Linked DNA regions of Sus scrofa: region 2 is linked to region 1. A link is a contact called in public Hi-C data. All regions are on one chromosome and are shown on one strand. The core of a region is the stretch at or near the end of the contact, and the rest is flanking DNA. Distances in the headings are between cores, read along the strand shown. Region 1 overlaps RERE (arginine-glutamic acid dipeptide repeats protein). Region 2 has its middle 18 kb from the start of ENO1.

Region 1 (4,680 bases), core at 962-3,461:
GGAAATCAGATGATGGTATCATTTATGTAAAGTGTAAAAACCGTGAAACAGTACCGTATAGAGTTTTAGTTACACGTACACTGCAGGAAAAAGCCGCGTGAAGGACTGCATGGTAACGAGCACCAGTAATTCAAGGCAGTGGTTACTCTGTTCCCTTGTGGCGGGCCTGTCAGTTTTAAGAATCTGGTGTCCATTGTCACTGCTGTGGCTCTGGTTACTGCTGCGATGTGTGTCTGATTCCTGGCCCAGGAACTTCTACATGCCTCAGGCCCCCCTCTCCCCGCCCCCCAAAAAGTGGTTACCTCTGGGGGAGTAAGAAAGACCTGTCTAAAAGGAGAAGCTTCTTCAGGTTTGGTCATGCTTTATTTCTTAAAACATGTTTGGTTCTTGGTTGTGTTATTTTTATACCTGTGTGCCCGTGACATTTTTCGTAATAAATTCTATAAAAGACAACCTTCCAGAGTTTTCATGAGATAGAGACTGAGGTTTCTGTGTTGTTCCTGTTGTAGGCTTAAAAAAAAAAAAAAAAAAAAAAAAGGCACAACCTGAAGTTGAGAGTTAAGTTTATTTGGGGCAAAATTAGGATTTAAGTCCTGGAGACAGCATCTCAGGTAGCCCTGAAAAACCACTGTGGGGAGGTGAGGTGGGAGCTAGGATGTCTTGGAGTTTTTGCAGCAAAGGACAGGGAGCAGGACCAAAAGAGGCCTGGGCTCCCCCACACCATTCCTTTGATGTGCACCTCCGCTACTGGGGCCAGGATCCTGAGTTTTCACAGCCCTCTGGGCGCCCCGGCTCACCCTTGGAGGTGGCTGTGTTTCGCAGATGACTGAAATACTGCCCAGAGAGGCAGGGGAATTATTAAGATGAGAGGAGGTGCGTGCAGCCAGGCACACTGTTGGCAAAGTTTCTTGCTGGTCTCATGAAGGTTACAGTTAGGGCGCCTGGGACAGTCAGACAGTTGAGCAGAGCAGTGAGATCTCAAGCAGGATTTATTGACTAGCAGAGTGGCCGGGAGCCCTGGGCAGGAGATTCACAGAGTCTCCTCCGCCCTGCCACTGGGAGAGCATCAGGCTGGGGTCATGTGCTGCGTTCTGTAGGTCCAGGGTGGCAGTCGAGATCATGGCATAAAAATTGAGCTTTGTTTGTCCTTGGAAAGTCAGCCGCTTCCTGGTCTTGGTTGCTTCGCCTGTGGAGGTGCGATTCAGTGGAGACGGCAGGTCCGGGTCCACTGGGTCAGTGAGTCATGCGGGGTTATTCTTTCTTAGGCCTTCCTTTAATTTCCACCTGAGTTACTACCAGTCACAAGGAGCAGACGTCACCATGAAGGATTTTCGTGTTTTTCTAGAGATGAGGAGATGCAGGAATCGGGCCCCTGAAAATAGCTCGCTCTTTGAGGAGCTGCCCTCTGGTTTCCTGGAGCACGGGGTGCCTCGCTCCGCTCCGGGTCTCCACGCCCAGCTCTGCTCAGGGGCCGCCGTGTGGAGGCTGATGGCGCGTGCCCATCTCCACGCCACACTGGACGGAGCAAGTGGGGTATGGGTTTACCAGGGTTTTCAGCCCCCTTCTCTGTGTGAAGCAGGCATTCATAGTAGCTTTTTCTTGCCACCCTCAGGACTTTTTGAGAAGACAGATATTTTTAAGGAAAACAATATCCAGAGAGACTGAATAAAGTAGAAGAAATGTTACTAGGATTATATGATTACTAAGTGGCAATTTTCATGGCTAGTGGCTTTTTTTGTAAGCACCTAACCTCTTTTCCTTTCTGAAGGACGGAGAGATTGGCAGAGGATTTGTCCTTCCGTGGGCTGTTAGCTCTGCCAACCCTGGGACTTTCTTCTCTCCTGAATCCTCAGTATCTTTTCCAGAACAGTGGTCTGAGACCTGGTAGAAGCTCATTGAAAACTGGTTACATGATTTGAGGAGATTGTACTGTGTAAAATTAATTCAAAAAAATTTTCACTCCCATAGCTATTATAACTGTAACTGCTATAATATTCTGGGATTTTGGAAGATTTAAAATCTCAGTGGCAAAGTTTGAACGAGCTCATTATTCGATGTGGAAGCACACGGGGCTGTGTTCCGTCGTGGTCTTTAGCTTCAGCCGGGGGAAGGAAGGGCCACAGCTGACTCAGAGCTGTTTTTCTCCATGCGAACGTCGCTGCGTGTTAACACGGAGGCAGGAATTGAGAGTAGAACATTTTTCTAAGGTTCCCTGGCACTAAAGCTTTTTCAGCAGAGTGGACGCATCAATTCAAAAGGAAGTTAATCTTTTTGTGGTAATGGAATATTCCCCATCTTGATTGTGGTTGTGGTTACACAACGCATTTGTCAAACACAGTTTTACTGTGTGTAAATTATATCCTCAGTAAAGCAGATTTAGGGGGAAAAGAACCCAAACAGATGAACCAAAACTAAAACAATAAAACAAAACCCCCAAATTAAAACGTTTCTGAAAAAGGATAGAGGATGAAGGATTTTAAGGAGAAAAGGTTTTTCTTCAAATGATATTAACATTTATATAAGTTGTATTAGTGCTTGAATGTGATGGGATATATGCTTGTCAGAAATTATCTGTTTTAAAATGAACTGTGGCCCTGGTCATGTGCTCTTTGATTTTCTTCCTTTCTTTTTTTTAAAAGCAGCATTTCCTCAGCCCAGCTCATACTTGACTGAATACACCGATCGATTATCTGGGGATTAACTAAGCCTTCTCATTTCCTGCTCTCCATTTCTCCTCCAGCAGGCCAGCAGGCCTTTGTTGTCTGGCTTGTGGACTGAGATAAGCTATCAGGGCATGTTTGTAGTAGGAAAATGGTTGTAGATGGAACAGTTATAAATAGACTAACCGGTATTAAAGGTTACAGTCTTTCTTTCGGTTTAAGACAAAAAGGAGAGAAGAATAAATAAGATGCTCAAGACAAGACAGCCTGGGTCACATAAGGTAAAATAGCAACATGTAAATCTTTAGGATTCCTACTGATTTCCCTCTTTTAAACCAAATTATCTGAATTCTTTTATTGGTAAGTTGAACATGTTTGCTAGCCGTAGTTGGATTCTTATTATTAATGTAGGCTGACTTTATTTAAATTTAAATAATTTTTGAATCTCTATTGTTAGTGTTCCTTAAAAGTCAAATACTTAATTCTAAAAATCTTGGTGCCACTAAAAGGCATTTTTATTTTATGGTGTTACCAGCTCTACATTTTGCAGTTTAATCCGGAGAACAATGGTATAGAAGGATTATTAGCTAGAAGGAGAGGAAATGCTGGATTCACAGGAAATGGGTGTGTTCCATCTCTGTGTAAGATGAATGATGGTTGAGGACAGTATTGTAAGCTAAAAGTCTTGTTTCTTTCCCTTAAAAGTTCATGTTGTTTGGGTTTTCTTCGGAGGCATCGCCGTTTCTGAACTGGCCATGATGTTGCCTGGCATGGCGGATTGCTAAATAAAAGTTGCCCAGGTTACTACCGATTTTCTGCTTGCGTGCTTTCAGCTTTATATAGGTCACCGTTGTTTTGAAGTGTGCCTCTTTAGCATAGACCTATTTATAATCTGGTTTGGATCAATTTTAAATATTTCTCAATATCACGAGCTCACACTTTAGAAGGAAAACTCTTACATTGAAACAAGAATCTTCTTACCTAGATTTTCTTCTCTTTTTAACAGGAATTTCACTTCCTGCCCACTCTGGGACTATCTGATGGCATACATAAAAATAAAATCTTCTATTTTACCTAGTATCTCACTTCTAAATGCATGTTTGCCCTAACATCTCCCGCCATGGCTCCGTTGGGGGAGCCTGTGGAAACTGCTTCAGCCACCAGGGAGAGGAGGGCATCCGGGACTCCATGAGCTTGTTCATGCCTTCTGAGGAGCAGCTGTTCTCAGTGTGGTCCATGCGTCTGTGGGGTCAAGCTCGTTCATGATTGTACCAAGGCATCCTCTGCCTTTTTCACTCTCATTCTCTCATGAGTGTGCAGTGGAGCTTTACAAAGGCTAAATGATGTGTGCTGAATAAAAGGTTGAATAAAAGATCAGATATAAGAATCTGTTTTCTTAAGCCAAACATAAGAGAGATTTATAAAAACATAAGTATTACTTGCTTCCTAAATTGTTCGTTTTAAAAGTATAGTTACTTGGAATTATTTACATTGGCATGTAATGGGGTTATTATCATTAAATGAGTTTGTAAAAATGTCTAAAATTTTTCCTTATTTCTTTTCTAATATAATACATATTCATAGGCTATAACCCATATAAACAAAAGCTCTCTGAATTCCTCAATAATTGTGGTGAAAATATGGATTCCTGAGTTTGAGAACCACTTCTATAAAGTCCATGTTGACTCAATGAAATCTTTTCAAGGTATGTCAGCATCAGTTTTTTATTAGCAAAATCTGTGATGTAGCTTGGTTAACTTTTATTTCTAAAATAATGTGATAGTTAAAGTTTTGAATCTTTCGGAGGATTTTGGAGGTCTGCGGCACAGAGTTCTTCCTTTTTTTTTGTCTTTTTAGGGCTGCAGCCGCAGCATATGGAGGTTCCCAGGCTAGGGGTCTAGTCGGAGCTGTTGCCGCCGGCCTACGCCAGAGCCACAGCAATGCCAGATCCAAGCCGCGTCTGGGACCTACATACACCACAGCTCACGGCAACGCCGGATCCTTAATCCACTGCTTCTCA
Region 2 (4,680 bases), core at 1,047-3,546, 250 kb before region 1:
GTTCATGGAGTACCTGTTGGGGGTATAGGCCTTGGAGAGCTTCCTGTCACCTTGAGAAAGGAGCTTGGAGGACGTTGCTAAATCACGGGAAGGGCAGGTTGGGGGTGCGCAGCGTCCCCCCTTCTGCAGAAGCTGGGGCAGCACTGGGAGCCCGAGCCCAACTTCACGTTTAGACATGTTATTTGGGAGAAAATAGAAATGCAGAGCTCTCGGGACTTCCCGTCGAGGCACAGCAGAAACGAATGTGACTAGGATCCATGAGGTTGTGCGTTCGATCCCTGGCCTTGCTCAGTGGAATCCAGTGTTGCTGTGAACTTTGGTGTAGGTTGCAGGCGAGGCTCAGATCCTTCGTGGCTGTGGCTGTGGTGTAGGCTGGCAACTATGGCTCTGGTTCGACCCTTAGCCTGGGAACATCCATATGCCACACATGGCAGCCCTAAAAAAAAAGAAAGGGAGTTCCCATCATGGCTCAGTGGTTAGTGAATCCGACTAGGAACCATGAGGTTTCGGGTTCGGTCCCTGGCATTGCTCAGTGGGTTAAGGATCCAGCGTTGCCGTGAGCTGTGGTGTAGGTCGCAGATGCGGCTCGGATCCCAAGTTGCTGTGGCTGTGGCTGCGGCATAGGCTAGCAGCTACAGCTCCTATTAGACCCCTAGCCTGGGAACCTCCATGTGCTGTGGGAGCAGCCCCAGAAAAAGCAAAAAGACCAAAAAAAAAAAAAAAAAAAAAAGAAATGCACGGCACTCTTAGGTTATCTCGGACGGAGGCAGTGACTCCTGGTCATGGATCGTGTCCAAACCAGACAGAAGCTGACCATCCTGGGCACTGGGGCGTGGGTTCTCCATTCTTGGAGAAAACAGGTAGGAGAATGGTAACAGGACAGCCCTGGAGAGGTAAGAGGGCATCTAGAGGGCCTGGGAGAACCCTGTTTAGATGAACTGAACTCCAGTTCCTTTCCTCACTTTCACCGACCTTGGTTCAAGTGCACAGGAGCTCCACGTGGCTGCTGCCGGATGTGTCCGGTGCTGCAGGTGCGAGGCAGTAGCAGAAGAAAAAGCACTGTTGTAGTGATGGGCGAGCCCCGTGTGAGGCAGTGCGGTTATTAACAAGCGAGGGATGGAACTTGGAGGTTGTTGTTCTCGGCCCCTTGAAGTCTGCTGTCTGTTAGCATTTTTCTTCCCCAAAGTAATTTTGATCCAAGTCCCTTGAAATGTGTTTTAATACCTGGCGAGGCCCCCTTGTGGACATTCTTTTCATTGCTGTCAGGGTTTAACTCAAGGAGCAGAACCAGTAGACCATACATGTATTAAGAGATTTATGGGGAGTTCCCTGGTGCCCTAGTGCTTAGGACTTGGTGCTTTCACTTCTGCAGCTGGTGCTCAGTCCCTGGTCTGGGAATTGCATAACGTAGCCAAAAAAAAAATCATCACAGGGAACTGGCCTCTGTGACTGCAGATCTGGCTAAGCAAATCCACAGGGCAGGAAATCAGGGCAAAATCCATAGCAGCCGAAATGAATCCAACTAGGAACCATGAGATTGTGAGTTCAACCCTTGGCCTTGCTCAGTGGTTGCCATGAGCTGTGGTGTAGTTCGCAGACACGGCTCAGATCTGGTGTTGCTGCAGTGTAGGCCAGCAGCTGTAACTCAGATTGGACCCCTAACCTGGTAACTTCCATGTGCTGCAGTTGCAGCCCTAAAAAAAAGTGAGAGATAAATAAAACATAAGAAAAGCTTTAAAAAAAAAGAAAACCAAAAAACAAAATCCAGAGGGCAGTGGGATGGACTGGCAATCTAGGGTTAACAGATACAAACTATTACGTTTGGAATGGATAAGCAATGAGATCCTGCTCTATAACACTGGCGACTATATCAAGTCACTTGTGATGGAGAATAATGTGAGAAAAAGAATGTATACATGCATGTGTAACTGGGCTACTTTGCTATACAGTAGGAAATTTACAGAACACTGTAAACCAGCTATAATGGAAAAAATAAAAATCACTTTAAAACAATCCACAGGGAAGCCAGTCAGAAGAGAGGGATGACAGGACAGAATGCCATGGTCACAGGTGAAATTTCTCTCTTGGATAAGACCTGCTTTTAAGAACTTCCACCTGATTCAGACCCACCCAGATCATCCGAGATAACCTGTCGGAACAGATACGAGGCTTTAATTATGCCTGCAAAATACGTTCCCGGAAATACCTGGATTAGTATTTGACTAGCAGAGCTCCAGTTACATCCCAACGCCACCACACCTGTGAACGTGGCAACAACATGTCTTAAGTCAAACCATCTTCAAGTAAGGACAAAGCCTCCTTCCACCTGATGTGCTGCAGCCTCTTGGCACCGCCGAAACCACTAACCCCAGGTTCGCATGACTGATTTTCATCTGAAAATGGACTGGAGGGAGGTGAGTTGAACTGGGCCTGACAGTCTCACTAGAGCATTTGTGTTCACCTGAGCTTTTAAAGTAGCAAGTTTGCCTATGTTTTTTCTTGGTTTTTTGGCTGCTTGTGCCCCGCACGTGGAAGTTCCCAGACTGGAAGTTCCCAGGACAGGGGTCAGATCCTCTGTCCCACAAGAGAACTCCTTTGCAAATTAGCATTTAGTTAACAATGACCAGGAGTTAAAGGCATCTGGGTTACAGAGCAAGTGTAGTTAACCCTTTCAGATCTGCTGCCCAAGGACAGGAGGCTCAGGGCCACCTCACTGGCCCTGGGCGCCCGAGCCCCAGGGGAGGATGGTGAACACAAATTCTGACTCAGCAGCAACAAAACAGACGCAGATGGGCAGCTCAGCCAGGAAGAATCGAAAACCATCGGCCTCCTCCTGGGGCCCCTGTTGAAGCAGGACAGGTGGTGTTAAATCTAAATTTCCAGAAAGCAGCTCTCCGGCTTTGAGATGGCCAGTAAACATTTCTCTGATCCTAGGCGTTTGTAGGAATGTAGCGTTTTTAAAATAAACATCTCTGGGGAGTTCCCTTAATCCTAGTGGTTAAGGATTCAGCCTTGTCACTGCTGTGGCTCAGGTTCCAAGTTCGACCCTGGCCTGAGAACTTCCACATGCCACAGACCTGGCCAAAAAATAAGATCCAGTGTTAAGTTTCCCAGCTGCCTCCAGGGCACTACTCGGAGCTTGAGATGCACGAGTACAGGAAACGGATTGCAGGGCGGGGTGACCAGGCAGGGCTAGAATGCCAAGCTTCTCCTGAAGAGCCCTGCCCTGGTCATTCTATTTTTCATAAACGCAGCTGAGGCTGGGAGAGGGCAGTTAAAGGCAGTCAAAGCATTTCCTGGACCACATTGCAGAGACACTGCTTCATTTAGATTTTTTTTTTTTTTTTTTTTTTTTTTGGTCTTTTTAGGGCTGCACCTGAGGCATATGGAGGTTCCCAGGCTAAGGGTCAAATCGGAGCTGTAGCCGCTGGCCTACACCACAGCCACAGCAACTTGGGATCGAAGCTGTGTCTGTGACATGCACCACGGCTCACGGCCACGCCAGATCCTTAACCCACTGAGCAAGGCCAGGGACCGAACCTGCAACCTCATGGTTCGTAGTCGGATTCGTTAACCTCAGAGCCACGACGGGAACTCCAAATTTTTTTTTTTTAATTGAGGTATAGTTGATTTACAATGTTGTGCCAATTTCTGCTGTGCAACAAATGACCCAGTCGTACATACATATACATTCCTTATCTTCCCTCACGGTCTATCCCACGAGACTGGAGAGAGTTCCCTGTGCCATGCGGTCAGGGGTCTGCTTCCTGACCAGGAACTCCATGTGGTCAGCTCTCCTCCCTGCAGTGGGGATCCCAACACCTGCTCCCCGACAGCAGCCCCAGAGGGAGCCTGGTGACCTGGGTTTAGAGTCCGGCCCTCCCACTGAGCCATTGAACAAATCCGTGAAACGGGGCTCAGTCACAATCCAGGAGCACTAGCTCATGGCTCATTACAGAAGAAGTACAGCAAAGGGTCCAATCAACTTGGGCTCCCACCCGAAGAGACCCCCTTAAACCTTCAGGTGCTGTACTTACCTAGAACGAGGTGCAGGACACAGGGAAAGCGGAGGAAAGTCTCTAGAGCGTAGATCAGGCATTTGTGGCCATGACCACACGAGAAAGGAACGGAGTTTGGAACGGAAAGCTCCCAGCAGCCCTAGAAGGATGGGGACCCGCTGAACCTGCCCCCCCGAGGCATGACTGCGTTCAGTAACAGGCACCTGTTCGAAGGGTGCAGTTCGACGTGCTCTCGTCCACACGCCTGCCAAGCTCCACGGTGAGGGGGTAGCCCATTTCCATCCCTCCAAGGGTTCCTCAAGCGCCTTCCCAGTCAATCCCCACCCCCAGCCCCGAACCCAGACAACCTATTGGTTTTTCAAATTCTAATTTGTGGTCAGAATCTAAAAGATTCGGAGTCCCATCGTGGCGCAGTGTTTAACAAATCCGACTAGGAAACATGAGGTTGCGGGTTCAATTCCTGCCCCTTGCTCAGTGGGTTAAGGATCCGGCGTTGCCGTGAGCTGTGGTGTAGGTTGCAGACGTGGCTCGGATCACTCGTTGCTGTGGCTCTGGCGTAGGCTGTCAGCTACAGCTCCGATTCGACCCCTAGCCTGGGAACCTCCATATGCCGTGAGAGCAACCCAAGAAATGGCAAAAAGACAAAAACAAACAAACAAAC

The links. A called contact is a pair of places that touch in the nucleus more often than the background predicts.
Region 2: a Hi-C map of epiblast stem cells shows a contact between it and region 1, with 2.1 times the contacts expected there. The contact joins two enhancer-like sites. A contact is called at or near these places in 1 of 5 promoter capture datasets (liver), 18 of 47 Hi-C or Micro-C datasets (alveolar macrophages, embryonic fibroblasts, epiblast stem cells and 11 more) and 2 of 2 datasets of contacts at active chromatin or transcription factors (alveolar macrophages and skeletal muscle).

What each region holds. Positions count from the first base shown.
Region 1 is chr6:69,132,677-69,137,356 of Sscrofa11.1, reverse strand. The region is part of intron 4 of RERE (arginine-glutamic acid dipeptide repeats protein); the gene reads left to right. Among named protein-coding and RNA genes, the nearest start is that of RERE, 120 kb to the left of the region's middle. Within about 2 kb of position 2,211, at least 27 of the 83 cell types and tissues checked have an H3K27ac peak or open chromatin away from gene starts, as enhancers often do. A contact at or near this core is called in epiblast stem cells, where this site is marked.
Region 2 is chr6:69,381,142-69,385,821 of Sscrofa11.1, reverse strand. No RefSeq gene overlaps it. Among named protein-coding and RNA genes, the nearest start is that of ENO1, 18 kb to the left of the region's middle. Within about 2 kb of position 2,296, at least 8 of the 83 cell types and tissues checked have an H3K27ac peak or open chromatin away from gene starts, as enhancers often do. A contact at or near this core is called in epiblast stem cells, where this site is marked.